Regions from separate parts of the Mus musculus genome. Here region 1 is linked to region 2. A link is a contact called in public HiChIP or PLAC-seq data. All regions are on one chromosome and are shown on one strand. The core of a region is the stretch at or near the end of the contact, and the rest is flanking DNA. Distances in the headings are between cores, read along the strand shown. Region 1 holds the start of Net1 (neuroepithelial cell transforming gene 1). Region 2 has its middle 84 kb from the start of Gm40653.

Evidence for each region. HiChIP or PLAC-seq counts read pairs in DNA pulled down with a chosen protein or histone mark.
Region 1: a contact with region 2 is called in a FOXA1 HiChIP or PLAC-seq map of pancreatic cancer cells. The contact joins the promoter of Net1 here to the enhancer-like site in region 2. A contact is called at or near these places in 3 of 39 promoter capture datasets (cranial neural crest, liver and pre-B cells) and 2 of 115 datasets of contacts at active chromatin or transcription factors (pancreatic cancer cells and pro-B cells).

Annotation. Positions count from the first base shown.
Region 1 is chr13:3,913,905-3,919,524 of GRCm38.p6, reverse strand. It overlaps Net1 (neuroepithelial cell transforming gene 1), which reads left to right and starts at 1,305. Exons shown (of 12, transcript NM_019671.3): 1 at 1,305-1,587. The coding sequence starts at 1,460.
Region 2 is chr13:3,358,128-3,364,562 of GRCm38.p6, reverse strand. It overlaps the pseudogene Gm16505. Among named protein-coding and RNA genes, the nearest start is that of Gm40653, 84 kb to the right of the region's middle. Within about 2 kb of position 3,467, at least 47 of the 459 cell types and tissues checked have an H3K27ac peak or open chromatin away from gene starts, as enhancers often do. A contact at or near this core is called in pancreatic cancer cells, where this site is marked.

The sequences.
Region 1 (5,620 bases), core at 56-2,555, 560 kb before region 2:
TGCCTGGAAGCCAGTATTCTGCTAGCAGCCTTCAGATGAAGATATAGAACTCTCAGCTCTTCCTGTACCATGCCTGCCTGGATGCTGCCATGTTCCTGCCTTGATGATAATGGACTGAATCTGTATTCCAGCCCCAATTAAATATTGTCCTTATAAGGGCTGTCTCTTTCATGGTGTCTGTTCACAGCAGTAAAACCCTAAAACAGAATTTTTCTAAATTGACATAAAACTAGCCATCATTGTTCTATATTTCATATTTTATGCTTTCAGTTAAAATCACAATGTTTTGTTTTACTATATACCTCTTATTTTTAATTTTCTTTTATTTTCAAGATTATAATATAATCACACCATTTTCTCCCTTCTCTTTTCTCCTTCCCAACTCTCTCCTATACCCCTTCTTGCTATCTTTCACATTCATGGACTCTTTTTATTAATTATTGTTACATAGTCAATATGTAACAATATGTTATACATATATGTTCCTAAATACACAAATACAGCCAGCTCAGTCTGTATGATGTTATTTGTATGTTTTCAGGGCTAGCTGTTAGTATTGGCTAACCAATGGTATTCCCTGAAGAAGACCATTTCTTTATCGGCTGAATGCAGTCTTCACAGTTAATCAGTTATATTTAGACATCTCCCAGTCATTCATTTAGATTGCCTTTAATTTTTCTATTATACACAACATCATTAATATCTCCCTGTATACAAGAGAGACTACATTTAAGACCATTAGCGATATTTAAAATCAGAGAACGTTTTTATTTACCAATCTTCACATAATAACCTGAGCAGGGTCCCTTGTTTCATGCTGCACGTTTTGCAGTCTTGCAAGCAGAGAAAGCAGCCCTTTCCATTCGGTAAAGCGACTGTGTCCTACTTACTGAAAGACAGGAGTACATAACTAGATTTCACTGGTTCTCTAGAGACATCCTGGAGAACAAAGTATTGTCTTTGGCAATTGGGAATATATTCCACATGTATAACTTAGTGTTTATACGTCCAACTGCCTCTTGCTTTGGGGTCAATACCTTCATCCTGTCTAACGCTAAACAACAACAAATGATAAACAGCTTCCGATCCATTTTCCTGCCCTGCAAGTGAAAGTTCTAGTGAATAGAGACTGCCTTTCAGGAGTAAGGTGTGTAGTTAAAATAAATCCCCAAATTCCTAACTTTCACCTTACCACTTTCCCTTTGTCACTGGAGCTCCTAAAAGTTTGGTATGAAGTCTTCTGATTAGGGCGGGACTCCACGTAGCCTAGCAACCGCTTCCCACTCTCTGATTGGCCGATCTCTGGGCAGCCGCCATTTTCAAATCCCCGGATGACGGCGGTAGCCGCTCTCTGCTAGAAGGCGACTTGCTGCCTCGCAGAAGCTGGCGGGCATTGTGCCCGCCACGATCGGTCTCCTGGGCACTGGGCCACCGCCCCACCAACCCCCCTTCTCCGGACATGGAGCCAGAGCCGGCGGCTCAGAAGCAGCCCCGACCTCGGAGGAGAAGCCGCAGGGTCTCAATGCTCAGCGAGGAACCTGCCGCGGGGCTTCCGGCCGACACACCCGGGCCGGCGGCGAACGAGAGGTGAGGGTGGCGGGAGGTGGGTGAGAGCCGGGGACCGAGTCTGGAGACTCAGGACGGGATGGACTGGACGGTGGGTGACCAAGGACTGGCAGTGCAGTAGGGGAGGTTGGGGAAGGCCGGGCAGAAATGCCGCGGGAGGAGAGTGCGCTGCCCGGCGGGCTGCACCGAGGGCTGCACAGCGACTGCTCGGCCCTGCGTAGAAGGGGTGGACTCGTTGGACTTGTTGACAATCTCCTTTAACCCCGTCCCTGGGGAACCGTACATCTGCACCAGAGCTGTTCTCTACCAGAAACTAGTTGTGGATGCAGGCGCTCAGATCAAGACTGTCGTGGACCCTGTGATGAGAAGAGGAATTGTCACCTGAACAGATACCAACCCTTTCAGCCTAAAAGCGGCTGTTCAAATGAAATGTCCTTTGCAGACCAGAACAGGACAGGCTCCTGGAATGAAGAGATCAGAGAAAGACTCTTTCTGGCTTTTCAGTTATTAGCACATTTTCACATTCTGTGTTGTATCTTCATTTCTATGTGTCTGGGAAAGGCAAACACTAGGTTGATTTCAGAAATCTGTGTCTGGAAGAGAGGCTGTGGGAGTCATAATATTTTTATTAAATAGGAAATTGAAATGGCATTTGTCTGGACTACTCTGTCATTCTTTTGCCCTTCGAAATATGAGAAATGGTCTCAAAGTACTGAATGCAATGGTTTCCCATTATAACGTTAGACATTGAGTTACAAAGTATGTAACTTTGTTCAAATCTACGTCTACATAGTGAGTTTATGATAGTGTCTGCCTCATATAAGGCACTGTGTGAACATCAGTACTTATCATGGGCCTCGGCAGAAAACTCGGCAGAAATCTTGTCTGTCAGTTTTAAATCTGTTAAAGTAACAGTGCTGTGTCTGCTCCATCTTTTCAGACATCCCCATGGTCCACTTGACATGATTTCAGGGTTTTTTTGGTTTTGTTTCTGAGACAAGTTCTCACTGTGTAACTTGGTTACCCCAGAACTCACTACCTGTGTAGAGACGCTGGCCACAAACTCATATTGTACTTCTGTACCAGAGCTGTTCTCCATGGAAACTGGTGGACTGTAGGTGGTCTTACATCCATAGGACTATTGGTGAGAAGAGGAATTGTCACCAAGCAGGCTCCAAACCGTTCTGCCTAAAAACTGGTCTTTCTTCCTTAGCCTCCCCCTGTTCTCGGATTGCAGTGTGAACCTCGACGCCCAGGTCATTTGATAGGATGTTAAATTAATCTTTTATATAGCTTATAATCTAATCATGACAAATGGTTTTGAGGAAAAAGCAAACACCTTACTTTCATTATCAAGGCATGGGCAAACCCATTGTATTAAGTAACTCTATAAAGAGCTAGATTCTTTCAGTTAGTACTGATTTTTATGAGTTTGAAGTTTAAGGCAATATTTACCAGAATTCTTGCCTTCTGAAACTTCCTCTCTTCCAATCAGACCGTGTGTTTAAGAAGTCAGAGTGCAGAAAGAAGGCATCTTTGAGACTGAGAATTACAAGAATTAGGATGGGCTAGTGAAGGAGCAGAAAAGGAGGACTTCCTGAAGATGAACAGAAGCAGTGCTTCATTCCACGTGTGCTCAGTGTAATACAGTTGCACCTGCCCTAGCATCAGACACTGTTGAGGATGATGGGGATTCAGGTGAACAAAAGCAGATGGAGCGCTTGCTCTCAGGAACCTTAGATTCTCTTGGGAGGCGTTGGTCACATCATGCAGTGAATTTAAGCCTTTTTGATTCTGTGCAGAAGAGGAAAGATTCTAGGGCCCAGAGTTGGTAGATGACTCCAAGGAAACAGTATCCTCCAGACATAAGAGCACTGATGCACATCTAAACTTACAGAGATTGAAGGAATGCACAAGACCTGCAACAGGTTCAAACCAGACAAGATCCTAGCACTGAGAATGGGAGAGTTGACACACCATCCCACTCAGAACCAAGAAGCTGTTTGCAATTGATACCTCCTGGGAAAAGGAAAATTGTTGTTTTGTTTTGTTCCAGTGGAGTATTGGTATATCAACCACACTCCAGAGCAAGGCCCATGCCCAGGTGTCTTGGTCACTGATCCATTTTTGTGAAGAGACACCATAATCGAGGCAAAACTTAAAGAAAAGGTTTAACTGAGCCTGGCTTACAGTTTCAGAGGGTAGTCCATTATTATCATCATCATGGGACGCATGTAAGCAGACATGGTGCTAGAGAAGTAGCCAGAGCGCTTTATCCCCATCTGCAGGCAGAAGACAGTCTGACAGGGCCTGGCATGGGCTTTTGAAACCCCAAAATTCATCCCCAGTGACATACTCCTTCAACAAGGCCACACCTCTTAATCCTTCTAATCCTTTTCAAGAGTTTGCATTCAAATATATAAGCCTATAGGTGTTGTCTTATTTTCAAAACTTACTTTAATAAGGGTTCTTAAATGCTTCAACCTCCATTCTAACCTACCACCCACCAGAAGTAATGAAAAGGTTAATAGGGCAAAGGCAGATGTAGACCTGTTTAGAAGGGGTGATTCCAATCTTCAATGTCAGGATATCTGTAGCTCAGTTCTCATGAATCAGCAGTGGTAGCTGGATCCACTGGCAAACACCGTTCACGAATTAACAAGGGCTGTTTGATCCAGAGGAAACCATGAGGCTTTGCCAGTCGCCAGTCAGCCCAAGTCCAAGGAAGCTGCAAGAAGCCATGGAAATATCATGAGAAGTTCTTTGGTGAATTTCTCTCTACAAAGTCATGACAAGCAGTAACCAGTGAAGAAAGCAAAACAAAACCATGGTGGAGTGTCATCCACTGTCTGTTGCATTATAAATATACACTTTCCAAGCATCACGTGTCCTCTCAAGCATTTGCTCCAGCAAGACATCACATGTTCTTTTTCCAGGCAGCTTCCAGAAAAACACCATGTGTCTGTTCTCAGCAAAACATCTTCTCCTGTCTGCTTCAGCAAAAACATCCTCTCATAAGACAGTTTCCAGAAAAAATATCACATGACACGATGAGTCTTCGAAGAAACCAGCATTTCCACTTCATATAGGGGCTATTCTTATTCAGACCACCACACCTTGGGTAGTTGGCCCACACAAAACAGACACCATGTTTTTGTCTGATTGGTTGGTTATTTTGAAATATGAATCCTGCACATTAAGTTTGTTTTAGTATTTTTTTGTCTTAATGTCTTTTTTTTTTTTCATTTCTTTGGATTTTCTGTGTTTTGTTGTTTTTCCTGTTTGTTTTGATGTGGGGGTAGATCATGAGTTGGGTGGGTGAGGAGGTGGGAAAGATCCAGAAGGAACTGGGAAAGGGAAAAGTATGATCAAAGTATATTCTGTGGAAGAAACATTCCTATTTCATTTTTATTTGTTTGGCTGGTTTTGGGGGATCGGGAAGCTGGTATAGGCATGTGTGTGTTTCTTTCACCATGTGGACCCTAGAGATCAAACAGGGTGGCAGGTGCTTTTTACAGGCTATCCTGACAGTCAGTTTTACTGTTCTTTGGTGAAGCCTTTCTGGTAGCCATCTTTCCTTTATTGTCTTTGCTGAAATATACACACTTCTGCTTTCTCTTTAACTTAGAAAAGCTTGTAATTTTTGCCATCTGTAGCATTGTGATATATACATTCATATTGTGATATATACACACATACATACATCTGTAGTATAATGTATGGTAAAGATAATGTATGGTCAAGGTAAGAGTCAGATTTATAAATGGACCATGACCTGGCTAAAAAGCTAAATAATAATTTGTATAAAAGTTGATGTAAAAAAGCTAGAATTTTATTAGCAACTGTCTACTTTAAAGTTTTGGCCTGCTTCTTAAATTGTTTATTAAGATTTATTTTTAATAAAATTTTATTTTGCTTTCATGTATGTATATGCACTATGTGTGTGACTAGTACCCATGAAGACCAAAAACAGGGCATTGAATCCCTGGAGTTAGAGTTAAGGTTTTTGAGAGCCACCACGTGGTGCTGGGAACCCAAGTCCTCTACAGGAGTC
Region 2 (6,435 bases), core at 2,218-4,717:
GAGCTGACTGCAAGTGTGCAGTATGTTCTAGGGTCTCAGCCTCATGAGCTGTCACCTATGCTGAGGTGGGCTTCGATGACACAGGACTTCTGCCTCTGTACATAAGCCCTCTCCCATATTCATATTAAAAAAAAAACAATAAAACTCACCAAGCTGGACTTACATAAGTCTTGCTGTGTCTAAACAGGAATCTTGATTTGTTCTGTAAAAATGTCAGAGAATTATGTCTTCCCGGGGACCTGTTCTAGGCCAAGGATCTGATAATCTCTGACATATCCAGTGCCTGAGGTGGCTTTAAATTTAGAGGATTTTCACCTATGCTCTTGCTTTATCCTCACAACTCTAAGTAGGCAGATGTCAAAAGAGGTAAAATAAATTTAGAAAGCATATCTTCTTTTTGCATATAAGCAGATGCTCCTGAATTTACAATTCAAAATCTCACTGTGGGATCAACTAAAAGCCATCTAGAGACACATCTGCACGAGATGATAAAACAGGAGAACAGGGTGAGCTAGCTAGCCAAAACTCTTCTGTTACAGGAACTTGTATTGAACTGCACTCAATGAATAGGTTATACAAGGGTGTTTGTTTGGAAGAATGCTACTTTTTATTTACATATATGATTATTACCTTTTATCTGAACACCCTACAGGTAACAGACAAATGAAATTTGATATTAAATTCTAATGTTGAAATTTGAAAGACTGCGAAAGGAGCCCCTCGCTCAGGCCTCAGGACAATAGCGGATACCCAAGAACTCACGATAGACCGAGCTTGTTGCAAACCACATGAAGCTTTATTTGGGGAAAGCCAGAGCTCTGGGGATGACTCATATCCCATGCAGGGGTAGAGGAGTCGACCTCGACGGGAAAGAGGTCCCAGTTTTTATAGGCCCTCAGGGGGGAAAGGAGAAGGGGGAGAGAAGGGATTTCCAGATCTAAACAATGTCTAGTCTCAAGAAATGGGTATGGGAGGGGTACAAGGAAAGAGTCTGGTGCAGGTGTAGCAACTCAGGATTGGCTGGGCTGTGGTTGCTGGGGAGATTTTCTGACTCTTTTTCAGCAACCAATATCACAAACACCTGGCAATGGGCTTCATCAGTGGGCACAAACATGGGTCAAGGAACGGTCAAAACATTGGCAGACACACAGGTTCAAGGAGTGGCCAGAGCATTGTGCACCTCTATTTTTCTAAATCAGTGAAGCTAGTTCTGCTAACACTGACATCTGTCTTGCCAATTTCAGGGCTTCTTTGTCCTTTTACATTCTGTCAGGATCTTTCAAATTCATCCTTTGCTACAGCTGTAGTGATCCTCTAGGGTAGTGACTTGGAGCCAGCAGGCACCTTTCAGGATCACAGACCTCTCTGAAGTGCAAGACACAGACAGACAGACAGACACACAGATGGTAATCCACTTTTAGTAAAACCTGACTTTCTAGACGACTCATTCTCCCTCATCTCATTGTCTTTCGCTGTTGCACCCCATGTACCCCTGCCACCCAACTAATGCATAGGCACAATGGCAGCCTTTATTTACATTGGCTTTTTTCTTATTTATGTAGTAATTAAAATTAAAATGTAGTAAAAAAAGTAAAAATGTACTTATAAGTCTGACTAAATTGGAGCCGGGTGTGGTGGCGCACGCCTTCAATCCCAGCCTCAGTAGGCAGAGGCAGGAGGATTTCTGAGTTCTAGGCCAGCTTGGTCTACAAAGTGAGTTCCAGGACAGCCAGGACTATACAGAGAAACCGTGTCTCGAAAAACTAAAAAAAAAAAAAAAAAAAAAAAAAGGTCTGACTATATTGGGAACAAAGTGCTAGCAACAAACAAACAAACAAACAAAAAACAAAAACAAAACCCCAAAAGACAAACAAACAACAAACAAACAGAAAAAACAAAAAACAAAACGAACACCCAGACTAGTAGAGGAGTTAAAAGCCCTTTAACAACCACCACCCCCCAGGAAGATTCTGTAGACTCTGAGTCCAAAGGTCAGTCTCGGGTCTCTCCTTTTTGATGACTAATGTTACATTGTTTGACTTTCTACAAAAATATTTAGCTGTGCTTATTTACATAATTCTATCTCCAGGGCATACAGTAGGCACATATTTGTTGTAAGGAATCCCTATAGGAATGAGAAGACAGGATGAAGACGCCAAGATCATCCCACTAAAAAGAAGAACTGAGAATGTTCTCATCATCTAATTTGTAGAAAAGTCTGTGCATTCCCTTTTAACTTCCAGCTATGCATCTGTTTAAAAAAGAGAATGATAAAAGGCACTATGGGGAAATCCCAGCATCTTCAAGAAAACACCATTATCTTCAGTCACAGGAGAGTGGGTTAGGAATACCTCCCCCCCCCACCCCCCCCACCTGCACAACTCTTCCAGGGAAAACAGAGGCTTTAGAATCTGAAGCACAGACTCACATCTAACCTTTGAGAGAGGCATTCTAAGTCAGATCATACCAGTCCACAGATACTAAATGATACAATCAGAAAACCTTTTGAGAAGCAATCGCCCTCCACCCTACCACCCACTCTCCCTCCCTTTCTTTTCTCAGACAGGGTCTTTTGTAGCTCAGGAGGGTCTTGAACTCTGGATCTTCCTGGTTCAGTGTTCCCAGTACCCAGCCTTGAAAGACATTTTTCAAACAATGTTTAACACTAGGCGTCAGAGTCTGAACTTCTGAACTTCTAAGACTATCAGAAGTCATTCTACAACTATAAAAAAAGAAAAATGTCACCACTGTGGGTGTGATTGGCAAACACATTCTTGAACATTTCTGCATTTTCTTAAACTTTATTTACATTATGCTCCACCCTTAAAGTTTCCTTCTAATTATCTGCAAGCTGGATAACTATCTCACTCTGTCTCTCAAAAATCCCCCCACGGACGGGAAAAGTTAAGTAAGGGCTGGAGGGACGTTTCTGGGGTTGTCTGGTTTTGTCCCTAAAAGACACCCAACGCCCCTGGACCTCCCTTTGGGGCACGCAAAGCGAAAGCTCTTCAGAATAGCTTGGCTGCTGGGAAGCCACCGCAGGTCTCTTTTTCTGCCCTGTCTAGCAGGGTCACCGGTTTTATCTGGGGAAACTCAACTCTTAACTTTAGTTGGGCCACCAGCCGCCCCTTGCCCAGCACCTTCCCGGACCCCATAGCCAGGGATCTTGGCTCACCTGACCACGTTGGGTTGCTCGAAGGTCTCCAGGTGCCTCAGCACCGCCACCTCGTGGATGGTGGAGAGCGGCATGCCCTCCTCACTGGTCTGCGAGTGCTCGCGCTTCAGAGCCAAGAAGCGGCCGCCGTTCTTCAGGTCGTGGGCCTTGAACACCTTCCCGTAGGCGCCTTCGCCGATCTCCGCCACGCACTCATACTGCTGATCGGCGCGACTCAGGCTGTCCTTCTCCATGCTGGCTTCAGGCTGCCGACGCGGCACAGTGGAACCGGGGTGCGCACTCGCTGCCTTACACGCCTCGGGGACACCCGGGCTAGACGGACCGACCTCTTCGCCCGCGGGCGCAAGCCGGGCGCAGCCGCCGCGAAACTCCGCTCTTCCCCCTCAGCAGAGATTACGCTGTCTGCCCACAATCTCTGCACCTAGGAGGAGGAGACCGGAGGACAAGGAGAAAGTGTGACTGCCCGGGAGACTTCCACCCGGTTTCACCAGCTCCCCTCCTCCCCCCCTCTACTCGCCCTGGCTGCCTAATCCGGCCGGGTTTCTCGGATAGAAACCGGTCTTCGCTAGGAAGAGGTTGCTGGGTCCCCTGGGGATGAGCGCTGCGCGGGACGCAGCGGGACGAGAGGGGGCGTGCCGAGCAGCCCAGAGTGTGTCCAGAGCGCGGGGGAGGGGAGGCGCCGGGCGTGTCAATGTCACGGCTTAATATTTATACCTATTTCGTTATTCTCCGCTGCCCTCCCTGACTCCGGGGGCCTGGTCGTGCTGGGTACGGGGCGACCTGGGGGAGTTCGGAAGCTGGCATGAAAGCACCGGGGGTTCACCCGTGTGGGGTCGCAGAACGGGGTTGGGGTTCCTAGGACCTTGTAACCCGATGCTGCGTGTATGCGAGTAGGGGTGGTCAGACATCTGCTCGGAGATTGCTTCCTTTCTTTCTACTTTCAGTTTTTCTACAGGGAGATATTTGAAAGGGACTCGCTCTCACAAATGGTCTTTGGGGTAAGGCAAGCTTAGTGGGAGACGAAATTCTGCCTCTGACTCGGAGGACCTCCCGGGTAAAAACTCAGGGAGGACAGACCATCTGGTAGGGGAGGGCTGGGGCTACTAGAGGTGGGAGAGCGAGGGACCCTGGAAGGGGAGAAGTGTCGTGGCCCCTTCTCCCCACCCCCCAAAGATCCCAAGGATGTAGAAAAGGCAGGTCCGTCACACTTTCTCTCGTTCTGTCCTGAAAAAGTAACTTCGGGACTTTGCTAGCTAACCGGGACTGGTCCTTAAGTTTTCAACCCGTGCAAAAGCAACCGCCCTTACGACGGTGGGGGTGGGGGGCAGTAAACGTAGGTCTCCCGGGTGTGAGAAGGGTTAGGTCTCCCTTGTGTCGCGACTTCCGAACTCCCGCCCGGAATCCTGGGCGGCTGAATGTTGGTAGCCAAGACAGTCGCTCTGTTCTCCAAAGGCTGGTGGCTAGGTCCCACGCGCGGTCGGGCGCCCCCTCCCAGTTCTGTTGTTTAAGGATGACCGAGCCAGCCTTCCTGTCCCACGGCGGCCTTAGTCTGGGCTGGACCTTGTTCCACCACAGCCGCGTGTCCGGAACGGTCGCCATGCGTTTACCTGCCCCGCACCCCTCCTTCCCCGCTCGCTCTTCTGCCTGGAATTAAAGAACAAATGGCGCGACCCCCACTGGGTGCGAGCATAGCACCACCAGGCCAAGGCAGGGCCACTCCCGGCTCCTTTGAGAGCTTTCCTAAAAAGCTGCGGAAAGGACCCTCCAGCCCTCGGTCGGGGGTCGAGGGCCACACAGGTAGCGGGAGCAAGGGCCTTGGCGCCCGTCCTCCCCTTCTGCCGGTGTCCAGCCCAGGCTCCCGGAGGGGGCAGCCGTCCTACCCCCGCTGGCCTACATTTCCCAGACGGAGCGGCGGTGCCTAGCCCCCTCCCCTCCCCCTCTTTTGTTGTTGTTGTTGTTGTTGTTGTTGTTTTCCCACGCTGGCTGAATGTGACTTGACCCCATTTCAAAAAAGTTTGACATAGTGCTTCAACCTTTCCGCTTTCCTCCGCGACTATAAAGGCTGCAGCGGCCTCCTGCTTTCTGTCTCTGCTCTCTGTCTTCACACTCAATGAAATCCTTCTTGAGCCTCTCCCGAAGCCTTGCCAAACGCTGCAGGGGTCGCCACCAGCTCGAGGGGAGGCTGTGCAAACGCAGATTCGCCCGCTCAGATAACGCCCACGTGCACAGGACCAGTGAGCCGCCGAGCCCCGGGCTGCTCCTGCCCAGGGTGTGCATTTGAACTGCAAAGCTTTAAATAAGAAAAGTAAACTTGGGGGGTGAAGCACGAGTGCACGCTTGCGGGGCTTCAACCCGGGTGGGCTGTGTGCACTAGTCTGTGCATAACGCGCCCGAGGGGTCGCCAGCAGGAAGCCTGGGCGAACGTTTTACTACTTAGTTGGGAAGATGGGGCCCATACCCACACCCCTCCGGAGGCTACAGAGGGAACTTGCACAGGGGAAATAAACGTGCGGGCGCGGAAACATTCTCCAGCACGGAATCCCACCCAGAAGGCGCAGGTTCAAATTTTACGCACGAAATGTTCGAGCTGGCATAGGACCCTGGTGTCGGGGTGACCCCGTTGTGGGAGGTTCCTCTCGAGACCTCTAGCTCCCCCCAGTTGGCCCCCAAACCTACCCAGCCTCAACGTTAACCCAAGAGAATTCCGAGGGGCCACACAGCCCCCTACAGCCCGTTAGTCTCGCCCAACCCGAACCTCGCCGGGGACCCCCGCGCCTCAGCCGACGCACGCGAGTCCGTGGCCAGGGGCACCGGCCTTCTGCGGAGCTGGAGTGTCTGTCTGTCCCCGCACACGTTCGCCCCGCGGAGCAGGTAACTGACTACTGCGGCCCAGGCGAGCGGCGCTCTGCGGGCAGGGGGTGGGCACAGGGGCAGAGGGACGGCGGAGGGCGCCGCCCGCGGGGCAGCTGGAGAGGCTCGGGAGCCTCGGGGCTCTGGCCCCGGCTTGGGGGCCGGAGTGGAGGACGGCGGGGCGTGGATCTGAGAGCCTCCGGGCCCGAGAACCATCCGGAGGTGAGTGTGCAAATTAAAGCCTTCTGGAGCAATCGAGCGAGGCCTGGCCCGGCCCTGGCTGTGCTCCCCAGCGATCTGCTCCGAACTGGGGGCCGGGAGGGCGGGGGAAAGTTAAATGAAAATTTCTGGTTCTCACAGCAACCACTCTAATGGGGGAATCTCGCGACTGAAAATAAGTGGCGTGAAAG